3 separate regions of the Zea mays genome follow, and all the other regions are linked to region 2. Evidence: chromatin contacts called from public Hi-C data. All regions are on one chromosome and are shown on one strand. Each heading gives the region's core, a stretch centred on a gene start, on an enhancer-like site or on the middle of the called end of the contact. The rest is flanking DNA. Distances are from core to core; before and after follow the strand shown.

The links. A called contact is a pair of places that touch in the nucleus more often than the background predicts.
Region 1: a contact with region 2 is called in a Hi-C map of ear, with 4 times the contacts expected there. The contact joins the promoter of LOC103635321 here to the promoter of LOC100281972 in region 2. A contact is called at or near these places in 2 of 25 Hi-C or Micro-C datasets (ear and endosperm).
Region 3: a contact with region 2 is called in a Hi-C map of ear, with 2.6 times the contacts expected there. The contact joins the promoter of LOC103635328 here to the promoter of LOC100281972 in region 2. A contact is called at or near these places in 2 of 25 Hi-C or Micro-C datasets (ear and leaf).

The regions. Positions count from the first base shown.
Region 1 is chr8:69,279,678-69,282,842 of Zm-B73-REFERENCE-NAM-5.0, reverse strand. LOC103635321 (mucin-19) reads left to right here and starts at 1,608. Exons shown (of 1, transcript XM_008657804.3): 1 at 1,608-3,165. The coding sequence starts at 2,078. The coding sequence ends at 3,142.
Region 2 is chr8:70,191,782-70,194,794 of Zm-B73-REFERENCE-NAM-5.0, reverse strand. It overlaps LOC100281972 (ubiquitin-conjugating enzyme E2 N), which reads right to left and starts at 1,639. Exons shown (of 8, transcript NM_001154889.2): 1 at 1,475-1,639; 2 at 1,311-1,338; 3 at 1,078-1,164; 4 at 241-299. The coding sequence starts at 1,510.
Region 3 is chr8:69,623,622-69,626,950 of Zm-B73-REFERENCE-NAM-5.0, reverse strand. It overlaps LOC103635328 (golgin candidate 5), which reads left to right and starts at 1,382. Exons shown (of 19, transcript XM_008657809.4): 1 at 1,382-2,136; 2 at 2,831-3,329. The coding sequence starts at 1,992.

The sequences.
Region 1 (3,165 bases), core at 359-2,858, 910 kb after region 2:
GTATTATTAATTTCTTATTTTAGAAAATCATCAAAATACAATTAAATTCATAAAAATATTGTAGCTTCGACCGTAAATTAGAAATAAGTTACCAATATTAATAAATAGTTTATAAAAAGATAATCCTAAGTTCCCACATGGAGATAATCTTAAGTCCCACAAGAAAATGATAAAGTCTATTATTTTGATATAAATTTAGACATTATTTCAAAGATTTTGGCCTAAAAATATGTTTAAACAAAAATGTGTTGTACAACAAAGTTATAGATCTCTTCGAGCTCTACAATTTTCATATAAACTTTATCTTCATCCGATTTCATATGTAAAAGTTATGATTTTATAACTATATTATTATACAGAAAAAGAAAAAACGGTACCCGAATTTCGGGTACCCGTATCCGACCCGAATCCGAAGCTATACTATCCGGGTATTACACGTATCCGTCCCGAATATAAAAATACTCGTACCCGTATCCAAAAAATATTCCCGAATCAGTACCCATATCCTATACCCGTTTCGAATACCCTGCCCGTTTTCACCCCTAACGAGGGCCGGCTGCTTCAGGACCAATACCGACGCAAGCATCAGTATCGGTTGCAGTTGCAGCTATCACATGCTTGTAGAGGGCATTAATACCAGCTGCTGCATGGTCTCGTCTACCAATAGTCATGTCAACTCTGTCATCATGGCTTTTTCTTTCTCCTTGTTGTTTGGGTGTTTCACGTCGTCGTCAAGAACAGATAGTGTCTACCGGACCGTCATCAAGAAAGAAACACACAACCATCTCTTCTTAAGCATACTGTTTAGTTTGTTAGTGCAAGTCGGTCTTAATCGTAATTGTTATGGTGCCTATGCATGTTTAGATATTGTATAATACTGATTCGTTTTTTTTGTTTAAGCATGTCGTCATGGTTATTCTTTATTTTTTGGATTAAATCAAAACCAAGCAATCGCCCAACACTTATGTGGTGTTTGGTTTTAGAGACTAATTTTTAGTCCCTCCAATTTATTCCACTTTAGTCACTAAATTGTCAAATATGGAAACTAAAATAGAGTTATAGTTTCCATATTTTGCAATTTATAAACTAAAGTGTAATGAAATGTAGGGACTAAAAATTAGTCCCTAGTAACCAAACACTACCTTAGTCACGTTGCTTCCATTTTACCGCCCGCTAGTGTTCTGTAAAGCGCTGCATGAGCCTGCTCATCTTCCTCTGACGTGTTAGCTCAACCTCTATCCCCTCTTCCCCATCAGAAATGCCTCCCATTCCCCATCAGAGGAGAACAATAGCTTTGTGTTCCTCGCTACTCCTTTCGCCTCCTCCACGTTGCTGTCTTCTACTTCCTTTCTATCCCCTTCCGTGCTGTTAACATGCTGTTCTTCCCACCAAACGAAACGATTCTTCTTCCTCCGCACCCGATCGATCACCCCAGTGCAAGACCAATAATGCAGCGGGCGATGGATGTGAGGTGGATGAGTGGTGGTCGGAGCGATCGGGATCGTGCGGCCGTACACCCGCGCAGGCACGGATCGCTATCAGCGGGGGCGTCCGGGACGAGGCGCCGGACAGAGGAGCACCCACCCACCCACCCACTCCGACTCGACTCGACTCCCTCTGCTCTCTGGCGTCCCCATCTGGCTGTAAGATTCATGAGGCAGGCAGCGATCGCAGTCGCAGGCAGCTGCCCAAGGACGGTGCCGCACATGCCACGGGCATGCTTGCCCCATATGGTACCCTGAGCCCGGCGGCAGCCTTGCTCATCGCTTTGCTTGTCCCCCTCCCTTTTGATCCCAGTAAAACGTTTCCCGCTTAAGCTCGTCGCACTGTTCCTGTCGCTCGCCGCTCAGTCGCTCCCGCGTTCTTCTTTTTACTGCGCCAGTTAAAGGCCACCGCCGCCGTACACGTGCTGTGCTACCTACTTAAACGAGCCACAGGGAGGGCGGCAGCTGGGCTTGAGTGGCTGACTGCGCATGCGGATCCGCTCGGCTGCGCGCGCGGGCAATCAGAGCCGCGGCACAGAGCATTCAATTCACTCGGGGTCGGTGGATCAGCTCAGCGTGGCGGCGACCTTGAGATGAGTCGCGCGGCGCAGACAGGAGGAGCCGGGGCCGGGGGCGGAGGCGCGGCGAGGCTCAAGGCGTCGCCGCGTGCGCTCTTCTCCTGCGGCATCTTCAGCACCTGCACGCACCCTGCGCTGAGCCCGACGGCGACGCCCAACAACAATGTGGTGTCGGGGAGCGGTGGCGGCGGCTCGGGCACGCCCTGCGCCGAGGCGTCGACCGCGTTGCCGGTGACGGTGGAGGCTGCGGCGGCGGCGTCGTCCACGCCACCGCCTCCGCAGCGGCAGCCGCACCACCAGCGGGCGCAGCGGAACGTCGGGCCGTCGTCGTCCTCCTCCTCGTCGTCCTCGTCCGCGTCGCAGAGCTTCACGCAGTGGAGGCTGCCGGTGCACCACCCGCAGCAGTCGCAGGCGCCGGCGTCGGCGTCCTCGAGCGGGGGGGACGCGCTGCTGGGCGCGGAGGAGAAGTTCGCGGCGGGGGAGGTGGTGGCGGCGCTGCGGGCGGTGGAGCGGGAGATGGAGGCCGCGGCGAGGCCGGTGCCGGCGGGGGTGGTGGCCGGGGTGGTCGCGGCGGTGCGGGAGCCGTTGACGGCGCCGGCGCGGCTGGCCGCCAAGGCGCTGCTCGCCGTGCTGCTGGAGGAGGGGAACCGGGAGGCGGCGGTGGAGGCCGGCGCGGCGTCGGCTGCCGTGGAGGCGGTGGCGGCGTCCGGGCCGGCGGGGGCCACGGCCGAGCGGGCGCTGGCCGCGCTCGAGCTGCTGTGCACGGCCCCCGGCGGCGCCCCCGCGGTGCGCAGGGAGGCCCTGGCCGCGCCGGTGCTGGCGCGCGCGGTGGAGGGCATGGCCGGCCGCGGCCGGGAGTGCGCCATCGGCGTCCTGGCCGCCATCTACGGCGCTGGCGGTGAGGATGATCGGGGGGCCTCGTCCTCGCCGCCTCCGCCGCCGGAGGTGGTGAAGGCGGTTGTGGCGGCGATGCAGGGCGAGTGCAGCGCGCGTGGGCGGCGCAAGGGCGCGCAGCTGCTGCGCGCGCTGCAGCAGGCCGGCCGCCTCGGGCTCGCGTGGGACGGCGTCGGCGACCAGTGAGCCTCAGCGTGGCGTGGGACCCT
Region 2 (3,013 bases), core at 390-2,889:
AGGTCAGAGTTCGAAGTAGTGTGTCCGCATTTGCGGGAAAAAGGCTTTGTCTCGGTTTATCCCTTCACTAGACCCTACTCATATGGGAGCCTAAGACATTGGTTCTGCCCAGTTGTAGTTAGGAAATAAACCACAATTCGTATCAATTGAGATAAATGAATGCTAAAGCACATATAACATGGAAACATAAATGTCAATTAATGATTTAATTAACAAATTCATGATTGATCAAAAAATTACTTTTGGGGCAGCCATTGGATATTCCTCAGGCAAGAATAGTTCAAGCTTGAAAACTCCACCTGTTCAACATATAAACAGACTAAACTATATCAGGCGTCCAGGAACAAATGAATAAGCACAAGAAGGTAACACGAAATCATTATATGGGAACTTGTCGCTATTTGCATCCCTAATAACTATCTACACACCTCTTATTTCACCTATTTTGTATTGAACAGAGAAGACGGTGAAGAATCTTTTGCATTATAAGAATATCAATAAATTGAATGATAGCTAGATTTAATGGGATTCTGTCATGGGCAGATTAGTCAATATGCCACCAGTATGAACCTAACAAGAGTCAAAACTTTTGCCCCTAATCATATGTATAAGTGAGTAGGTACTTCTGGTTGGACATACTTCTTTAGATACCCGAAAGCAGACTGATAAAACCAGGTCCACTAAGAGGTGTAGACTCTAGAGTCTTGAACTGGCACTTGGCACAGATGAATGGATATGAATATATGAAGGTTCCTGTTTAGTGCCTTATATCCATACCGATGACGCGATGAACCACTTGTACTCTGCTACTAGACCATGTTGGTAATCCATCTATGCTAATTCACTGTTCATTCATGAATTCTCCATGAAACAACGAGGCGTATGGCTGCATAAGGATAAGAGAACACACTAACAAGTAACAGCAATGATGATTGTCTACAAAACACATCAACACTACAAACGGGGCTCACAATATCGAATGCACATGCAACAGTGTAAACATTACAGCATTAGAAGCTCACAGACTATCCATACAAAAATACGCCAAGTAAAGCCAACCATAAATGAGGGGAACACCTTCATAGGGTGACTGCGCGGGGCCAAGGATCATGACATTGAAGTACCGCATATTCTCCTCCGACGGCGACGCGCTAATCCCCGGTGCTGCACGCGTGAGGAGGAGAAGAAGAAAAGCAAAATCAGACAGCATGCGCATGCTAGAGAACCGAGACCAGCGCAGTAGCAGCAGACTAAGAATTGCACCAAAATGGCAAAATTCCGAGAGAGCTCGCGCGGAACTAGTCAGACACCTGGTTCGCTGAGAAGCCGCTGCGTCTCCTGCACAGATTCAAATCCGAAACAGGTTAACCATCAGCAGATATGAGCAGATAGAGCATCCGATTCTACAGAGCAGAAGAGCAACACAATAGATCTAGCGAGAGCGGAGAGGGTGCGACCAGCTCGCGAGGCGGACCTTGATGATTCGGCGCGGGAGATTGCTGTTGGCCATGGAACCGAACTGGTTGCGCAGGGCTAGAGAGGGCGGGGATTGCCTCAAGCTTCACGCGCCGCTGGGGAGGTGGACGAGACGAGACGACAGACGAAGGTCAAACGAGCCGTCAGGCTATCCGCAGGATTCACCTAAATTTATCTCACTATATCTCACTTTTGTGCCAAATCAGCTAGATTTTACCTATATTTTTTCATGCCCCACAGCAGTTCCCTATATATTCTTTCCCTATACTATACCCCACTACAATTCTAAAATATCATTATCCAACTCTATTCATTATTTATTACCATTTTTATTCTACTATTAAATAATGAGTAGCACTCTGCAAGTGAAGGGTGCTACATCACTCCCCTTGATCTAGCTGACTTCAAACACTCACACTACCATTGTTTCGTGTAGGGGCATTTTAGCGTCGACCGTTGCACCCGTAGAGCGCACATACGCGTGCACAGGGAAAGGGGAGGGGCGGCTCGCGGTTGCCGCTGCGGGTAGTCTCAATCGGTCGGTTGAATGGGGCACTAGAGGGTGTCCACTAGCGTCATCTATATTCTAGTCTATAGGTCTGTTTGGTTCGGCTTTTTTCTCAGGAGATTTTCTGAAAAGCGGGCTATGAGGAGAATCTGTCTGTTAATGGTTTGGATTCATAGGGTAAGGATGAGGGGTATGTTAACAACCGGAAGACTTACAATTACAATGACGGGTACATCTGGCAAAAAACGACATTCTGCAATGAATCCAGGTGGGGATCCCCTCCCCTCGTTGACAGTGAAAAAACAATCGGGAGCAAAACATCGTGGATGCTACTGATCTTCTTTCCAAGACAAGCATGGCATGAACATGATTTTCATGAAGTGCGCAAGGGTTTTAACTTGTTTTTGCAACTAGAACCATTTCTTCGTTTTCCGCAACGAACATGCCTAATACACTACTTTAGGTCCAAAACTCATGTTTTGGGGTGGTTTCGCGCAATTTCGTTGCCGCACGTCACCCATTTCGAAAACAAGTGTCGGGGTGCATACAAAGCACGAGTTTTTCCCACTGGAACCATTTCTTCGTTTTTCCCAACGAACATGCCCAATCCACTACTTTAGATCCAAAACTCATGTTTGGGGTGGTTTCGCGCAATTTCGTTGCCGCACGTCACCCATTTCAAAAATGGGTGTCGGGGTGCATACAAAGCACGAGTTTTTGCCACCGGAACCATTTTTTCGTTTTTCGCAACGAACATGCCCAATCCACTACTTTAGGTCAAAAACTCATGTTTGGGGTGGTTTCTCGCAATTTCGTTGCCTCACGTCACCCATTCCAAAACGGGTGTCGGGGTGCATACAAAGCACGAGTTTTTGCCACCGGAACCATTTCTTCATTTTTCACAACGAACATGCCCAATCCACCACTTTAGGTCCAAAACTCATGTATTCTCTCTTCATCCTAGTATATGGGAAATAGTGGAAAACGAGATGCATTTTGATAGTAGTGATAATCTAGTTTTTATTAATG
Region 3 (3,329 bases), core at 133-2,632, 570 kb after region 2:
TTTTTTTTCCATTTCTTTTTTAAGGTTCTCTTGCGCTTCTGCAGTTTTTGCTTGTCCATCTGCAGCCTGATGCAACCGTTTTCAGGCAAACGCCAAACGGGTCCAAAACCTCTGTTGGGTTGGGTCTCAACAAGACAAGGGGTTTCGGGCCGAGAGACCCCATGCGAGACTCGTCGACAAGGTCCGTACGGCCCACGCTGACAACAATGTATGACGCACCAGTCAGTATCTAATTTTTCTATTTAAAATTAGTTATTTAATTCGAACGACTAACTTTAAAAAAGTGTAACATAGTTAGTCATGAACCAAACAAACATGATTGAAGGGGTATTAGATAACGCTCCATTTTCTATAAGTCCATATTCTATTACAGGGTAACAAATTATGTTGTGGCTCAAACAAACATGATAGTGTCGTTTGGTTTGCGAAAATGTAATGTAAATGACAGTGTTAATGGTTTACACTTAAGTACTGGCAGCAATAAGATTGAATAGGTCAGTATCAGTTTCTAGTATAGTATCTGATTAGAGTAACAAACATAGCTTAACGTTATCAGTTATCCATCACGTTATAAATATGTGACCAAATAACATCATAGTATAATCAGTTGCTGTTGTAATCAGACCACATTACATTTTATGAACTAAACAACACCTTAGTCAAGAAAATGTTAAAAACGGGCTTAAGGGCCTGTTTGTTTACCCCAATGGATTATATAATCTGGATTATTTTTTGAGGATTATATAATCTGGATTATATAATTTGGATTATATAATCTGAGTAGTCCTGTTTGTTTACCCAGATTATCTGGCGTGTTTCTGCTGGGCGGCGGGCTTCTCCGATCCGATAGGCGCAAAAACGATTCGGTAGATTATAATGGCAATGGTGGGTAATTTCTAGGAAACTTGAAAGGGTAGTGGGAAAGTGGGAAAAAATAATCTGAAATAAGCACCTCATCACTTGCTTATGGATTATCATAATCCAATGGGTTAGATTATATAATCTGGGCAAATAAGAGCATCTCCAAGAGCTCTCCATAAAACGACTCCTCAAAATCAGTTTTAAGGGACATCTAAATAATAAGTGGGGGTAAATTTTAATCCTTTCTCCAACAGATCCCTTAAAGCAGCAGTTTGTTTCTAGGGAGCCAAAAAACCCCTCATTTGTAGCTACAAATGAGGAAGTTTTAAGGGCTATGAAAAAGTTGGGAACGCTTTAGGGGAACTGTTGGAGACATGTTTTTGTGTTTTTCCCTAAAAAAATAGATTTAGGGGAGACTTCAGGGGAGTTTTTGGAGATGCTCTAAGCTAGACTGTTTGTTTGACTCTTAGGATTATTTAATCCAGATTATATAATCAGGCCCTAAATCTCAATTTTGTTTGCATTCAGCCGAAGTCCACAACTTCGGTAGCATTCGGGCGAAACGCCGCAGACGGGACCTCCGCAGGCCCAGCGCACCTCCCCGCGGATAGATGGTTCTTCTTCGTTCAGGCCGAGATCCACTGCTCACTGCACCGAGCCGAGCGCAGGTTAGGCGGGCGCGCGATCACCGAAGCCGACGCGGCGCCCGCACGCGCCAACGGCCGAACGCACTCTCTCTCTCTCTCTCTCTCTCTCTCTCTCTCCCCTCTCCGTTGTGCTCCCCGACCCAACCCTACGCGCTCCTGCCGCCCCCCCGCAGGCCGCAGCTACATCTCTCCTCCCACCTCGCCAGTCGCCACCGCGCGGTGGGAGCTCGCTGAAGTGCTTCCCCCCGCTTTGCGGCAGCGTCAGCTCAGACCCCTTGCCCGCGCTCTCGTTGTCTGGCGGGCTCAGCTGGTTTGGTCAGCGTGGCGAGGTTGTCCTGGCCAGATCCTGCTCCCGCCCGCGCACGACTGGGTGTGGGCGGTGGATTGGCTGCGCGGGTCATCAGATCTATGCCGGAGATCTAGGGCGCCAGGTGCCGAGGTGGAGGCCGTGAGCCGGTGGCGATCGGAGGGCCGAGGACAGGGATGGCGTGGTGGTCCGGGAAGGTGTCGCTCGGCGGCCTGCAGGACATCGCTGGAGCCGTCAACAAGATCAGCGAGAGCGTGAAGAACATCGAAAAGAACTTCGACAGCGCGCTCGGCCTAGAGGAGAAGCGTGACGATGAAGATGGTACGTACGACGCTAATGCTACAATCCTCTGTCCTGCAATTCGCCTAGTTCAGTGTATTAACATTGGTGCATGGTTGCCTGTGTATTAACATTGTTACTGTTGATATGACACTGATGGGTTGGTCAATGGTGTTCAATTAATATTTGATCCATGCATGTGGAGGATGGCTTGTGTTTAATTGATTATTATCACTTGGTTTTCACAACAAAAAACGCTTACCATTGATTCAATTTCCATAGTCCAAATTCAGTCCATTAGTTTGTTGAAGTCTGTACTATTGATTGGTTTAGGCATATTTCAAACTTCTTTCCTCTTACAAGTATTGGAACTGTAACACCTTTTCATTCTGTCTGAGTTGCAGAATTTGTAGGACCAATTTGATTAGGCTATGCATGCCTGTTTTTCACTGTTTGCTAGTGCTGTCCTTAGAAACCGGGAACCAGGAACTTGGCCACGTTCCTCATTCCGGGGACGTTCCGTTCCGGGAATGTGGGAACAATCACGTTCCCGTAGTGTTAAATCCTAGTTTAGTAACGTACTGCGTACCACGTTCCCGTTTCTCGATCCCATCGATCCGGGAACCTGGTTAGTGGTTACTAAGGTGCTGTCTAAGAGCTTCGCATTGGAAGCATTGGTTTTTGTTTACATGGGCATCTAGGTGCTCAAATAAAATGTTTTTTTTCTGTAATGCAGCATCAGGATCACAGACATCCAACTCTGATAGAATAGGATTCTTCAATCCTGTCATGGCTTTCATGGGACACAATGGTGAGGAGGATGGCACTGAAGTATCAGAAAAGCCACAATCTCTGAAGAATCTGTCAGCAGAGGAAGGAATTAATAGCACACCAACTAAGAAACATATATCTGAGGTAGATCCTTCGGAAGTATCAGGAACAACATCTCCAAAACTGCCTTCAAAATCGGAAGAAGTTCATAGTATTTCCAATGGGTCACCTGTTTCTAAGGCAGATGTTTCTGAGCAATCCATAACACCACAAACTCCAACACATCCTTCAGTAGCAGAAGAAAAGCTTGATAGCTCTACTGAGGCACCTGCATCTAAGGTGGGTGATGCTGAAGCATCAGAAACATCACAATCTGCAGGACATCCTTCAACAGTGGAAGAAAACCAGCACCATCAAGTTAGCAAACATTCTGATCCTAGTGATGAAGCAGAGCCGAATCAGCT